2 separate regions of the Sus scrofa genome follow, and region 1 is linked to region 2. Evidence: chromatin contacts called from public Hi-C data. All regions are on one chromosome and are shown on one strand. The core of a region is the stretch at or near the end of the contact, and the rest is flanking DNA. Distances in the headings are between cores, read along the strand shown.

Region 1 (6,400 bases), core at 2,464-4,963, 230 kb after region 2:
CTGGTTCTAGCAGACAGAAGCTCTTTGTTTGCTCTGCTTCTTTGTAAATGTGGCAACATTTGGAAACAAATATTGGTTCAAAGGACCAGTGCTTTCATGCCCATCCCCTTTAGGTCAGCTACCTAACCCCCCTGCACGTACACACAAATTCAGTTCTTTCAACAAGAGGGCCAATCCTGTGGAAATTTAAGAGTTTTATTCAGCTTATCTTGGAAGATTTGGGTCATACCTTAGATTGGTCTGTAACTGGAAGCTCTCTTCTCTTTCTCTGTCTCTATTCTCCCTCCTTCCCTTCTTTCCTCCATCTAGCTCCTCCTCTTCTGGACAAATAAAGAGATCAATATCAAAAAAGAAAAGAAGAAAAGGAGAAGAGGAGAGGTCAATATCAAGAAAATAGCTGCAGTCTAGAGAAGGCTGGGACTTAGGAGATCTGAATTCAGGTCCCAGAGCTCTGGGAATGAGGACCTGTCATTTTACTGTAGTGGCCACATCTGAAAAAGGGGTCTGATCTCATCTCCTTAGGCAGTTGGTCAAGATCACAAGATCTTGTCCCAGTACAGTGCCTGACACACAGAAGAGCTGAAAATGTGGTAAACCAGTGCATGCCTGAGGTGCTACATGTGGGGCACCCAGACTTCTCCCAGATAGACAAGCCTCTTTGCAAGAGAAACCGGGTGCATGTCTGTAGAGACATGGCAGGGCTGGGGGTGCCCTGTCTGTCTGTCTCTCTCAGTGTGACCCCGATGAGTCCTTGGCTTCTGTGTGTTCCTATTTCCTGGGAGAGGGAGCGTCCCTGGAGGATGGACACATAGGTTCTGGAACCCGAATGCCTGATTTTGCACCTGGCTCATCAGCTGACCTTGGACAAGTTATTAGCCCCTCAGGACCTCAGTTTCCTCATCTTATCTGTAAAATGGGGATTCTAGTGCTCTGATCTCAGAGGGCTGTGGTGAGGGCCCGGAGAAGCTCTCAGTAAGAGCTAAACATCACTAAGCTGTGAAAGATGGATAATGGGAAGTTGCCGTTGTGGCTCAGTGGTGACAAGCCCAACTTGTATCCATGAGGATTTAGCCTCACTCAGTAGGTTAAGTGATCCAGTGTTGCAGTGGCTCTAGCATAGGCTGGCAGCTGCAGCTCCTATTCGACCCTTAGCCTGGGAACTTCCATATACCACCTGTGTGGCCCTAAAAAGTAAAAAAAAAAAAAAAAGTTGGATAATGAGTTTCCTGACTCCAGAGTGTCTCTAGTAAAGAATAAAACACCATAGGGCGAGCACAGGGACAAGTGTCATGGGACACCAAGGACACAGAACATGATATTTAACCTCTCACCTCCGCATACTCCATTCACATTGTAGCTGAGGGCACAGCCATACCAGCAAAGGCTGTGCACACATGTATACCCATAGCTGAACTCACCCTGCCTCCAAGGAGTGGCAGACACAGGGCTCTCCCAAGCAAGCGCCAAGGCCCGTGTGAGTAGATGACATGGGACCCGGTTCTCTGTGTCCCATCTGGCCCTTCTTCAGACCCTGGGGGCTCTGTACCTCCTCCCCTCCCAGGCACACCTTGATTTTGGACTCAGAGGCTCCACAGAGGCAGGGTGTGGGGTTGGCTGGCCTGGAGAGGGTTCTGCCTGGCCAGAGTGCTCTTCTGAGAGGCTCAGGCTAGGCTGGAGAGGAGCTGCCCCAGGAAAGGCTCACTGTGAGAGCAGAAGGGGCCCAGAGGGAGGACCCTGGTCTGCCTGCCTTCTGTCTGTCCTCCATGCCTTCCACCGAACTTCCCTGAGTTTGTGGATTCATTCAACATTTGGCACCTCTTCTTCCTGCTTTTAGGCGGACGCTGCAAGCTCACTGCAGGGCCTGTAAGAAGAGGCAGCATCTGAGGGCAGGCATTCTCCCAGCCAGCCCTGCCCCCTGACTATCCCCCTCCATTTTCCTCTCAGTACCTCAAGGTGCCCCCCCCTGAGGCCAGACCATCCCCTAATTCCTGCTGGGTCATCCCTGGCTCCCTCCAGAAAAGTGGTCTCCAAAACTGGGTTTCCCATGGCTTGAGCAGAAGGGCCCACGGGGGCAAGGACAGAAGAAGGGCAGCAGCTGCCATTCTTCTTCCTGGTAAGGCAGGGTTTTGGAGGGCAGAACTTGTCATATGTCCCCACCATAAACAGAAAGGACCTGTCCCCTACTAAAGAAATGAGGTCTCTGCAGTGAGGTGTGTGTAACCCCTTGTATGTGAAACCATCTACTGGAGTGTGGGGGGCCACTGAGGTGTCCTGAGGGAAGATGGGGAACACCTCACAAGGGAGGAGTGAGGAAGGGGATGCTGGAAGTTTTGGTTCCCCCTGCTTCTGGCTTGTGTGGTTCCACATATTGAGGTTTGCACATGCCAGTAAAATGGAGGTAGAGATGAAGTAATGTGGGTTAACTCATCAGACATCACAAAAGGCATGAGGGCCTTAGAAAGATTTCTGCAAAGAAGCCAGAATTAGAAGGTGACGCCAATAACACAAGCATAGGTGAACTAAAATTAAATGGCACTGCTGACATGTCCTCTAGGCCTGGTTCAAATGAGTGGGTGTAAAGTGGACCGAAACCAATGATCCTCTGATCCAGTTGGGTAAGATGTAACTCAAGAAAACCTTGACCCTCTCATGATGACTCTCTGGAATATGGATTTATACTTACTCTCAGGAACCTCACCCTCTGCCTGAGTGTATATTTTACCTTGAGATAGTTTTCATTGTGTAAAAGGCAGAATAAACAGACATTTACAAATGAATGTTTCATCTTTGTCTTATTGTTTTAAAAATGTTTAGTCCTCTCATGATTGACATGTACACAATATCAGTTTAAAAAATACATCTCTAGAATGGACAGCTTCACAGCATTTCCTGATGAGGATGGGCAGGCAAAATGGTGTGGAGACCACTTTCTGGGAGGGAACCAGGGATGACCCAGGCACTGAGATTAGGCCACATCTGCGCTCCTGGGTCCCTTTCTTTGTGCTCTTGCATCACTTACTTACCAGTGTCACAGAGTCTTGATCACCCTCCCGGGCAACTTCTTGTGAGACAGATGTCATTGCCCCTGTGACTCTGTTCCCTGCCAAGGTGTCCAGCAGGCTGCAGGAAGGGAAGGAAGGTCACCAGGCCTGGAGCATGTGCACAGCTGGGCACATGGGAGGGACAGTTCCTCCATGGGGCCTTAAGGGCACAGGGCACTTGGGAACAAGTGAAAGGTGTTGAGCCTGTTGTCTTTGACTTCAGATCAGCTTCTTCCTCTCTCACACGCTGTCCCGGGAAGGTCTTTGCCTGCCATACTTCTGTTCTACTCTGCACCTGAGGCAGTGCCCTTCCCTCTTCCATCTTCTAAATGAGCACATAAGTAGATTCAGGACCAGCTCTGGCCACCCGGGATTCAGCAGCAGAGTCACCCCACCCCTGCCCACGGCAGCTCTGTTCCTGGTACAGAGCAAGCGCACATTAACAACGGGTTGATTTTTCTTTTAATTCCCCTCCAATCAGCATTTTTGTGTTGGATTCCATCCATGGTTCTGTTCCAGGGGTCAGGAAACGAGGCAGTCAGCTAGGGCGAGGAATGAAGGGGGAGGGATGAGGGGCGATTGGGCAACCGGGCTGAACAAACACAGGAGGTCAAAGATTGTGCTTGGCCAGCCCCGCGGGGGATAAAGGGGCCCAGGGCTCAGGGAGGAGGCGCAGAAGCCAGTCAGTCTGCGTTCGGCACTCCACGCCGCAGACCCAGGAGGATGAGGCTCGCTGTCCGTGCCCTGCTGGCCTGCGCGGTCCTGGGTGAGTGAAGCTGCTGGAAGACCTGCAGTCTCTGGCCCGGGCGCCCTGTGCATCCCCGAGCTGGCCACGCCACCCCTGGGCTCTGCACTCAGGCTGGAAGCCTGGAGCCTTTCCTTCGCTTCTCCCCGCCGCACCCCTGCACCTGCTTCAGCACTGCCTCAGGGACAGCTCTGTGCCTCCCACACCTGCTGCTCCTACCTGTGCCCCTGCCACCTTTTCAGCCTCCCCTGCTTCCACCTCCTGTATCCAGTAAATCTTGTAGTAGCGGAATACAATAAACTAGAGCACTTCTATCATGGTTTATCAAATCCCTTTGCTTTGACCTCAATTAAGTCCCAACTACTTAGGATGGCCTTTGAGGCCTCCCTGGATCTGATCTCACCTCCACTGACAGTCTGATGTTCCATGGTTGCCCTTGGTGCTGACCATGTCCCACTAATGAGGCAGGGCCATTGAGGGGTTCAGGGTATGGGATGCGAAGCCACATTTTTGGGTCCTCAGTGAGAAGGGTAGTACAGCCTGGCCTGGGAGGGTCACATGATAGTAAATGAGGCCACAGATCCAGGCACCAGTGAAGTGGACTTTGCTGCAGACCTCTGTGCTTTGGGGTCTGTCACTGTTGGCCCTTGCACACTCATCAGCTCCTGAGACTGAGGGACACTCCTTGTCCTCTAAATTTGCCTGCCACTCATGGTGCATTTTATCATAGCTTTGGCGCCTTCTGTATTTAGCTACTTGTGTCTCCTGAAAAAGTTAACCCTTGAGAGTTCATCCACCTTACTTGCCTTTACCTTCCCTGACTCCCAACCTCAGAGAATCAGTCTCAGAAGGCTGTGCAGGGTCAATGCAATCCTAAGGACAAATTCCTGTGTTTGGAACTTCAGGAGGGGTGATTTGGGGAGGGGCCGGAGGAATGGTTTGGGGGAAGGTCTGCCACTGACTCCCTCTTGCCTGCTTTGATTTCCCATGGGCATAGGTGGAATAAAGTCAGGTTGGAGGAGCAAGCTCCCTATGGCCCCTCTTTTTTTGTCCTGGAGAACCATTCCCTTCCCCGCTTCTGCTTTGTGCAATGTGGATGTTCATCAGCTTTCCTGAGTCAGCCCTGTGCTGTGGATCCAGGGTGGAGATGACAGAGGGCTTTGGGAGCAATGCCAAAACTCAGTTCATGGGGACAAGGTATCTGCAACCAGGTGGTTAATAGCTACAGACATGCTCTAGCAATCCTCCTAGTGGCAGCCCAAAGGCCTAATGGTGGAAATTGAGGGAGGAGTCATAGACAACAGAGAGAAACATTGAATATGTGGAGTTTCTAATTATTCCTGGGATGAAGGATGACAGAGGAAGGTCATAGGCAAGTCCATTGCCTCATCTATCATTTACCCCTCTCTACTGGCCAAGGAAATGGAAACCCCATCAGAATGTTATCTTCTTTTGTTCCCTGGGCAGAGACCAACCTCTGGAGACCTGGTTTCTAGGCCAGTCTGGGTAAACCTTGGGTAAAGAAGCCCTCTCAGAGCCCAGTTCCCTTGTCTCCAAAAGATACTGATTTATAGATGTAATTCCTACCCTGCTGGCTTCCCAGAGTTGTGGCATTGAGCCAACACCTTGATGTAGCTAAACATCCCCTGTGCATCCCAGGTCATGACCTTGTGTGAAGGAGGCTCAGAGAACACTGAGGAGCAGGTTGCTGTCTCCAGTTGAGTGTTGATGGCCAAGCTAGCATCCCTCTGGCCAGTACAGGCTGGTCAGTGGGAAAATAAGAGGTCATTAGTGTGCCTGTCACTCATCTCCAGACTCAGAATGTAATGGAACCTGTTTCTCGTTGTTCATGGACAGGAGTGGAAGGGGGACAGGATGGAGGGGAGGTAGCCTTCATCACCCTTCAGAGGTGGCTTCTGTCTCTCCCACTGGTGTAGTGACCCCTGGCCTCTCTCCCCTAGGGCTGTCCCTGGCTGTCGCCCAAAAAACTGTAAGATGGTGCACCATTTCAAATCAGGAGGCCAATAAGTGCTCCAGTTTCCGTGAAAACATGAGTAAAGCCGTTAAGAATGGTCCTCTTGTCTCCTGTGTGAAAAAATCCTCCTACCTGGATTGCATCAAAGCCATCAGGGTAAGTCCTTCCTGCCTAAAAGAGAGTGGAAGGAAATCCATGCTTTTTCTTTCTCCTGTCATTTTGAAATGATTCTGTACTCACAGACAGGAGGCTGACGTGTGAGGCAGTCAGCTCACAGTGCTAAGAAAAGCACTTCAGGGAGTTCCTGTCCTGGCTCAGAGGAAATGAATCTGACTAGTATCCATGAAGATGCAAGTTCAATCCTGGCCTCGCTCAGTGGGTTAAGGATCCGGCATTGCTGTGAGCTGTGGCGTAGGTCGCAGACACGGCTTGGATCTGGTGTTGCTGTGGCTGTGGCGTAGGCCAGTGGCTACAGCTCCAATTCAACCCCTAGCCTGGGAACCTCCATATGCTGCGGATGTGACCCTAAAAAAGAAAAAAAAGAAAAAAGAAAAGCACTTCAGAAACAGACACAGGAGCAGTCACCCTTGATGAGACTTAAAGCAAAACCCAACATATGCTCTGAGAGGGGATTATTGT
Region 2 (6,761 bases), core at 2,610-5,109:
CTAAACAAACAGCAGACCAGATCCACTAGGGGTAGGCTTAAGGAGTCCAACTCCCTTTTGCAAGCCTAGTGGTAGGTGTATATCTGGGTGTGCTTGGCTTATGCATGGCAGCCCTTTACCTCTTTTTGCCAACGTTTTGTTTTATTTTATTTTATTTTATTTTATTTTAGCTTTTTAGGGCCTCACCCACAGCATATGGAGATTCCCAGGCTAGGGGTCGAATCGGAGCTTCAGCTGCTGGCCTACACCACAGCCACAGCAACGCCAGATCTGGGCCACATCTGCAACCTACACCACAGCTCACGGCAACACCAGATCCTTAATCCGCTGAGCAAGACCAAGGATCAAACCCACAGCCTCATGGTTCCTAGTCAGATTCATTTCCGCTGAGGCAAGACAGGAACTCCTCTTTACCTCTTTTTGCAAAAAGCCTCTCCTGGGTGTCTGGGGCCTCATTCCTCTTGCTGTCCATTCATCTTCCAACTAGAACCTTAATGTCAGGGATGAGCCAACAAGGAACTTGAGGCTGAAGGAGAAGGTCAAATATGTGACAAAATATATATTCTGAAGCCAACAAAGAGCAATGTCAAGGAACACTTAGATAGTCCATGGTTTGTGCAATCCTCTGTTAATGTGGAAACAGAGGACTAGTGGAGACATTTTACAAACTTTGGTCAAGGCGTTCTCTTGTGGCTTATCAGGTTAAGGATCCAGCTTGGTTTGCTGCTGTGGTGCCGGTTTTATCCCTGGCCTGGGAATTTCCACATGTCATGGGTGTGAACAAAAATTTTAAAAAAACTTTGGTCAAATGCCTATGTGGGAGTTCCTGTCGGGACTCAGTAGTTAACAAACCCAACTAGTATCCAAGAGGATTCATGTTTGATCCCTGGCTTTGCTCAGCGGGTTAAGAATCCGGCGTTGCTGTGAGCTGTGGTGTAGCCTGGCAGCTATAGCTCCGATTAGACCCCTAGCCTGGGAAACTCCATATGCCATGGGTGCAGCCCTAAAAAAACAAACAAACAAAAAAATTGCCTATGTGATGTAGGCTGTATGCCCAACACCATTCCTACCTTCAAGTGTCTCCACTGTGTAGAGCACATTGAATTATATGTGTATTTGTGTGTCTGCTGCTGGCTATCAGCTCACTGTATAGGAGGCTCTCTGAGGGCAGGGCCTATATCTGACTTACTTAGCTTTAACTCCTAATTTCAGGCCTGGCATACAATAGGTGCTCATTAAATAAATATTTTACATAAATGAGTGAATAAAAGGGGTTAAACAATAAATAAATCATGGGAATACCAGGAAGGCATTAAACACCCATATGAAACGGAAGGTCTCTGGGCCTTTAACGATCAGGATCCAGGCTGTGTGTAGAAGTCAGCAGAGGTTCCCCAGAGGAGGTGACGTGAAAGTAGTTGCTCCCCCATTGGAAGAGGTCAATGGAAGAGCCCAGGCAGTAGCTCAGTCCCTCACAGATGCGAGAGAGGAAGCCACAAATGAAAAGCTGCTCCCCATTTCTTGGCAAGCTCTTTGGCCAGCATGAGCTGCATTCCTTTGAGCTGAGCATGTGTGGAATTTCCAGCCTAGGTAGCAGAATGGAACTTAGAACAAATAGCTCAGCAAAAAAGAACCCGGGACAATGGGCTGGGCCCAGCTGCCCTGTGCCAGCTCTTGAGCTCACGGAATACTGGAGCTCAGTGGGCCTTGTCGAGGGAGTTAAATGATGGCCTTTGGATTGTACTACTTTAGAGGATTCAGAGAGAAATTTCCATGTTCAGACAGCTTTAGGATTCTTAGAACATGTGCTGTAATTCCTGGGAATGGTCTGAGCGCTCGACACTATTCAGTTTTCCATCTACCAAGGACAAATGAAGGTCGGTTTTGCTTTAAAGATGGGGAGGGTCCAAACATTGAGATCTGGAGGATGCTTCATGATAAGGGTGGGGTGATGATGAGGGGTGTGGCAACAGTAGGATTTAGGACTCTGTGTAACCCATCTGGAGAGTAGGAATATATGTGGTCAGTTTCAGGGCAGGGGATTCAAAGAGGAGAGACTAACTTTATGGAGGAGAGGATTAACCACAGATAGTGACACAAACACAAAGATCCTGGTCCCTCTACAGGCTTGGCCTGAGATTCTTATATATGATCAAGGTTGGGGAGCACTGAAAGGAAATTTTGCTGTGTTAACCCTCAACTGCTGTTCCTTCTCTGCTTTTTCCCATCATTAATTCCTTCAAGACACTGATACATTGATGGGGACATAGGAAAGGGAGGACTGAACTTATTATTCATATTAAGATTTTTTTTTCTTCTGGATTATAAGGGAGTTGAAGTAGGAACAACAAATTATGCCTTGAATAAAGCACATTGCCTTAAATAATAGCTAATAGGTCTTTCACAGATGAAAGAACAAGAGGAAGGAAGGGAAAAAGGGAAGGGAGGGAGAGAAAGGAAGAAAAATATTTGATCAGAGATATTAAGGAAGATGGGGGTAGGGGCAATGCTGAACTTGGCCTGCATCACAAGAAAAGTGGTGTCACAGAAGGAAGTAAACTAGAGACTCATCCTGAGTGGTTGAGGGCAGTTTATATCTGGGGAATAATATGTAAGCTTGCTGTTGGCCAAGGCCAGGTCTTTGATTTGCTTCTTTGACATATTCTGGACTTAGTGCTTTAATAGTAGTGTTGGGGGGGGGGGGAGTGACAAATTTTAACAGAAAAGCTATAAAGGAAAAGATCAAGAAGTAGTTCCATTTACTGGCTGTGCTCTATCTACCCCACAAGGCTACTAACATACGTCTGAGTCATTTCCTCAGTGGTTGTGACAGTTCTCTACTCTGTCTTTAGAAGGAGGAAGTGGAACGTTTAATAACCTTACATTAGACCCTTTTTTCATATGCGAGGATTCATTTCATTCTCAAGGCCCAGAAAGTATTTAAATGGTACAGCTAGGTATAGCATGAGCACATTTGGTCCCCATCTCTATGTTCCATTTCCCTCCTCTTATCAGGGATAAAAGCTAATGATAGATTACAGTCATCATCTAGACTCAAGCCAGGGCAGGAGGTACTATTTAAATGTATTAAAAAAAATCATTTATTACATCCATTGTGTTTTAAGCACTACACTGGGCAGCTAACAGTTACTCTTTCCCCACATATCTTGCAGGAGCTAACTTCTCTGTTTTACAGATCTAGAACTCAAAGCTCAGATTTATTTAGCTTGATCTTAGTAGCCATATCCAGGAGAGGGTGGAGTTCAGATAAAATCAATTCTCTTTTATCTACCTACCGGCTTACCAAGATCATTTAGGAAATGAGAACTAAACTTCAAGCTCGGGCTCCTCACTTTCGTAATAATCATCGTGTATGATGAAGATGAGTAGTTGCCAGACCAGAAAGGGTGAAAGTACAGAGAGCAGCAGAACGGATGGTACCGTTTTTAACATAGCTAGCTTAACACAGTGCTTTTCCGTTTCGATAACGTTCAAAAGACTACAAGGCCATAGTTAGCACTGGACGAGCAGACACACGTGTACTCTACGCATGCGCCCTGACGGACCTACCCGCCCCTTCAACCCGACCTGTTTAGCCAAGTCACCAATGAGCCCTCCAAAAGCCCGCCCTCAAGGCTAAACCCTTGGCCAATCGAGAGACAAGGGTCATCATGACGACACTTATTTAGCATAAACCCTCTCCCCGCCCCCAAGCCACGGCCCCGCCCCATCTGAAACAGGGATTGTCTCCTAAGCGCTTCATCCTGGCATCTGATTGGCTACCTTGCCAGCCCCACCTCCGTCTCCTCCCACCGCCCTCCCCTCTACGCTCTCACAGTAGCGGGCGGAGCTAAGTACGCAGGCGCGGGCGCTGCCTCTCTCTTCTGGTGGCCCGCCCTCCCTCCTCCCCTTCCCACCCCTCCCCACCCCCTTTCCCCTCCTCTCCGGGCCTGCGTGCGCGCGTCGTCCTCCTGCACGCGCCGCCGCTAGCCAAGCACTCTCGCCAGAGCCTCCGGCCCGCGCGTTCCTTTCCCTCTCCGTCTGCGGAGCGGGCGGGATCCTACGCCTCGGTGTTGGTAGCAGCCGCAGCCGGACGGGCTCGGGCGGCCTCAGCGGCACGCGAGCCTTTAGGCGGGCCGTACCATCGTTCGCCAGCACACAGGGGAAGCCATCTGCCCCACCTCACACGCCTTGGCGACCCCACGGGGCTGAGGCGTCGCCGCGCCCGGGAGCGTGAGCGCCGAGCCGGCCTCGACCCCGAGATCGGAGCCCCGCGGGCCGCGCCCGCCACCGGCCCCACCCATCCGGGCCGAGGAGGCAGCGGCCATGGCTGAGACAGAAGAACGGAGCTTGGACAACTTCTTCGCCAAGAGGGACAAGAAGAAAAGAAAGAGCGGAGCAACCGGGCGGCAAGCGCCGCGGGCGTCGCCGCGGGAGCAGCGGCGCGGCGGGAGCCGCCGCGGGAGCAGCGGAGCCGCGAGCGCGGCGGGCGGTGGGGCAGGCGCGGGGGCCCGGCCGGGCGACGGCGGGACCACCGCGGCCGCGGGCCCCGGGCCCGCAACCAAGGCTTTGACAAAGGTGAGGGGCCAGGGAGGCCGGGAGTCGGGGCCCGGGCCGCGCGCTTGCGCCCATGTGCCCGCCCCCGCCTGCCGGCCTGCCTGGGGGAGCGTCGGGGAGGGGCCACCGGGGCCGGCAGGCCGGCAGGCCGGCTGGCCGTCGGGCTCAGGAAGCTGCCGCGTGACGCGGGCTTCCCACTGCCGGCGGTCTCGCGCTCCCCGCGGGACCCCCGCCACCCTGCTCCTGACCTGGGTCGCCTGGCTCAGGCCAGGACGCAGTCAGGCGGTGGCACCCTCCCGGGGAATCGACCCGGGTCGGAAGTGCATCTATCGAGTGACGTAGACTCTCAGTAATTTAGCCTCTGACTTCAGCCCAGGAGTCTGAGCCGAATTTTCTAAGCATCACGTTTGGGGCGGCTTGAATTGACACGACTTGGTCTGAAGCCCGTGAAAGCAAGTCTCATGGCAAGATTGAGCTAGGCGTTTAGTTGTGGGAATACTATTGACTTCATTCGGGGTTTTTTGGTGCCTTTTAAAGTGACCCAGCGGAAGTAACAAAGTTTAGTCACGTTTGTCCTCCAGCCTGGATTGAGCAAAGGCTTTGGCCAGAAAATGAGTACACACTTTACCCTAGGCTCCAGCCACTTAATCCCTTTTTCATAGTCTGATAGTTGTCTCATTACAAATAGCTTTGATTGATGAAATGATGCCTCTTTTACAGGAGGAAGATGAGTGGAAAGATTTTGAGCAAAAAGAGGTTGATTACAGTGGCCTAAGAGTTCAAGCAATGCAAATAAGGTATGGTCTGGGTACAGATGTGTTTAGTTAACCCACAGGAGAGATACTGTGTGTTTGGGGCTTTTGGCCCCCAGACTGCATCACAGTAATTTTGTGCCTTAAATATGCTAATGGAATGTGTCAGTTACTACTCCTTGCTGATGGCAGCCCTTCTATATACTGATCAAATTAGCTGCCAGCCCCAGAATCCTGTGAGAGCTTGCCTACTTCGAATCTTGGTTAGGTCTTTTTATTTGAGACAGCTAAAATGGATTTCGTGGTTTCAAAATTTTTACCTTTAATATTGGTGGGTGGGAACTTAGTTTTTCTTTTGTTTCAAAAATGATATTGGTGGTTTTTAGGTCCTCTGACAAGCAGTAGATACATAAAGCAGTACATATGTATGTGTGTGTTTGTAATTGAGGGAAATACAGATTTTACGCATTCATACTGTGAAACCAATTTGTGTAATCGGCACTGAGGTCAAGCAACTGAGCTTAACTGGAAGAAAGCCCCCCTCCTAACCCTTTGTAGTCACTGTTTTTGCCCCGAAAGAACCATTATCCTCACACTATGGATTAATTTTCCCCAATTTTTATAGGAATGGCATCATAGTCTGCATGTTTTTAAAGTTCAAGGAAACTAATTTCTGAAAGTTGGGTTGGTTGGTTTAGAGGATTTGAAATTGACATTTTTTTATCAGGTCTAGTCTGCAGTAGTCATATGAACTTGAGATTCATGTAAATAAATGTCATGTTTTTAGGGTCTTGTAGGAAAAAGCAGGTGAATATATGGTTTCATTGGTTGCGATTAAAAACACACTTTATTATTCCCAGCTTTAAGAAATCAGTGATCCAAATGCACAGCCTTTCCAGCACAGTGGAGGAAGTAATTTTCCTTAGCTGAACCCTGTCTTCTGATCACTCTAGATGGTAATATTACAATGTTTAAAAACTTACTTAAAAACCAAGGCTAATATTTGACATTTGTTGAGTATCTACCACAGCTAGGTGTTCATTCCTAGGTTCTTTAACATCCTTTGATGAACTTAAGCAAAATGAAACCTGATTGATGGTGGGAAACTTTTAGGAAATGGAGCTTCTCCACACTTGAAATACCTTTATGGTACTAGAGGACATTAGACTGGAGTTTTTTTTCCCAACCACTTCTTGGATTCCTTCTTTTTGAAGAGGTATAGTTTAGAAAATAATCAGTTTTATTTCTCCTGGGGAGAAATGTGGAGGTAGGGATATGAAGTTACTAACAGCCATTTGTGGCCGTGGAACTTCCTGTGTGTTTAGTTCCTCTCTGTTGTAGAGTATGGTTCTTGCTCTGCCTTTCCTGACTGCTCCAAGCAGCCTTTTCTTGGCTGCTCCAAGACGTGGAATGAGAGTCATATTGAACTTACTGAGTAAGAATAGCACTTTA

Evidence for each region. A called contact is a pair of places that touch in the nucleus more often than the background predicts.
Region 1: a Hi-C map of liver shows a contact between it and region 2, with 9 times the contacts expected there. The contact joins the promoter of TF here to the promoter of CDV3 in region 2. A contact is called at or near these places in 2 of 47 Hi-C or Micro-C datasets (epiblast stem cells and liver).

What each region holds. Positions count from the first base shown.
Region 1 is chr13:74,926,942-74,933,341 of Sscrofa11.1, forward strand. It overlaps TF (transferrin), which reads left to right and starts at 3,714. Exons shown (of 18, transcript NM_001244653.1): 1 at 3,714-3,807; 2 at 5,748-5,917. The coding sequence starts at 3,765.
Region 2 is chr13:74,701,492-74,708,252 of Sscrofa11.1, forward strand. It overlaps CDV3 (protein CDV3 homolog), which reads left to right and starts at 3,860. Exons shown (of 8, transcript XM_021069464.1): 1 at 3,860-4,381; 2 at 4,384-4,430; 3 at 4,432-4,578; 4 at 5,278-5,354. The coding sequence starts at 4,327.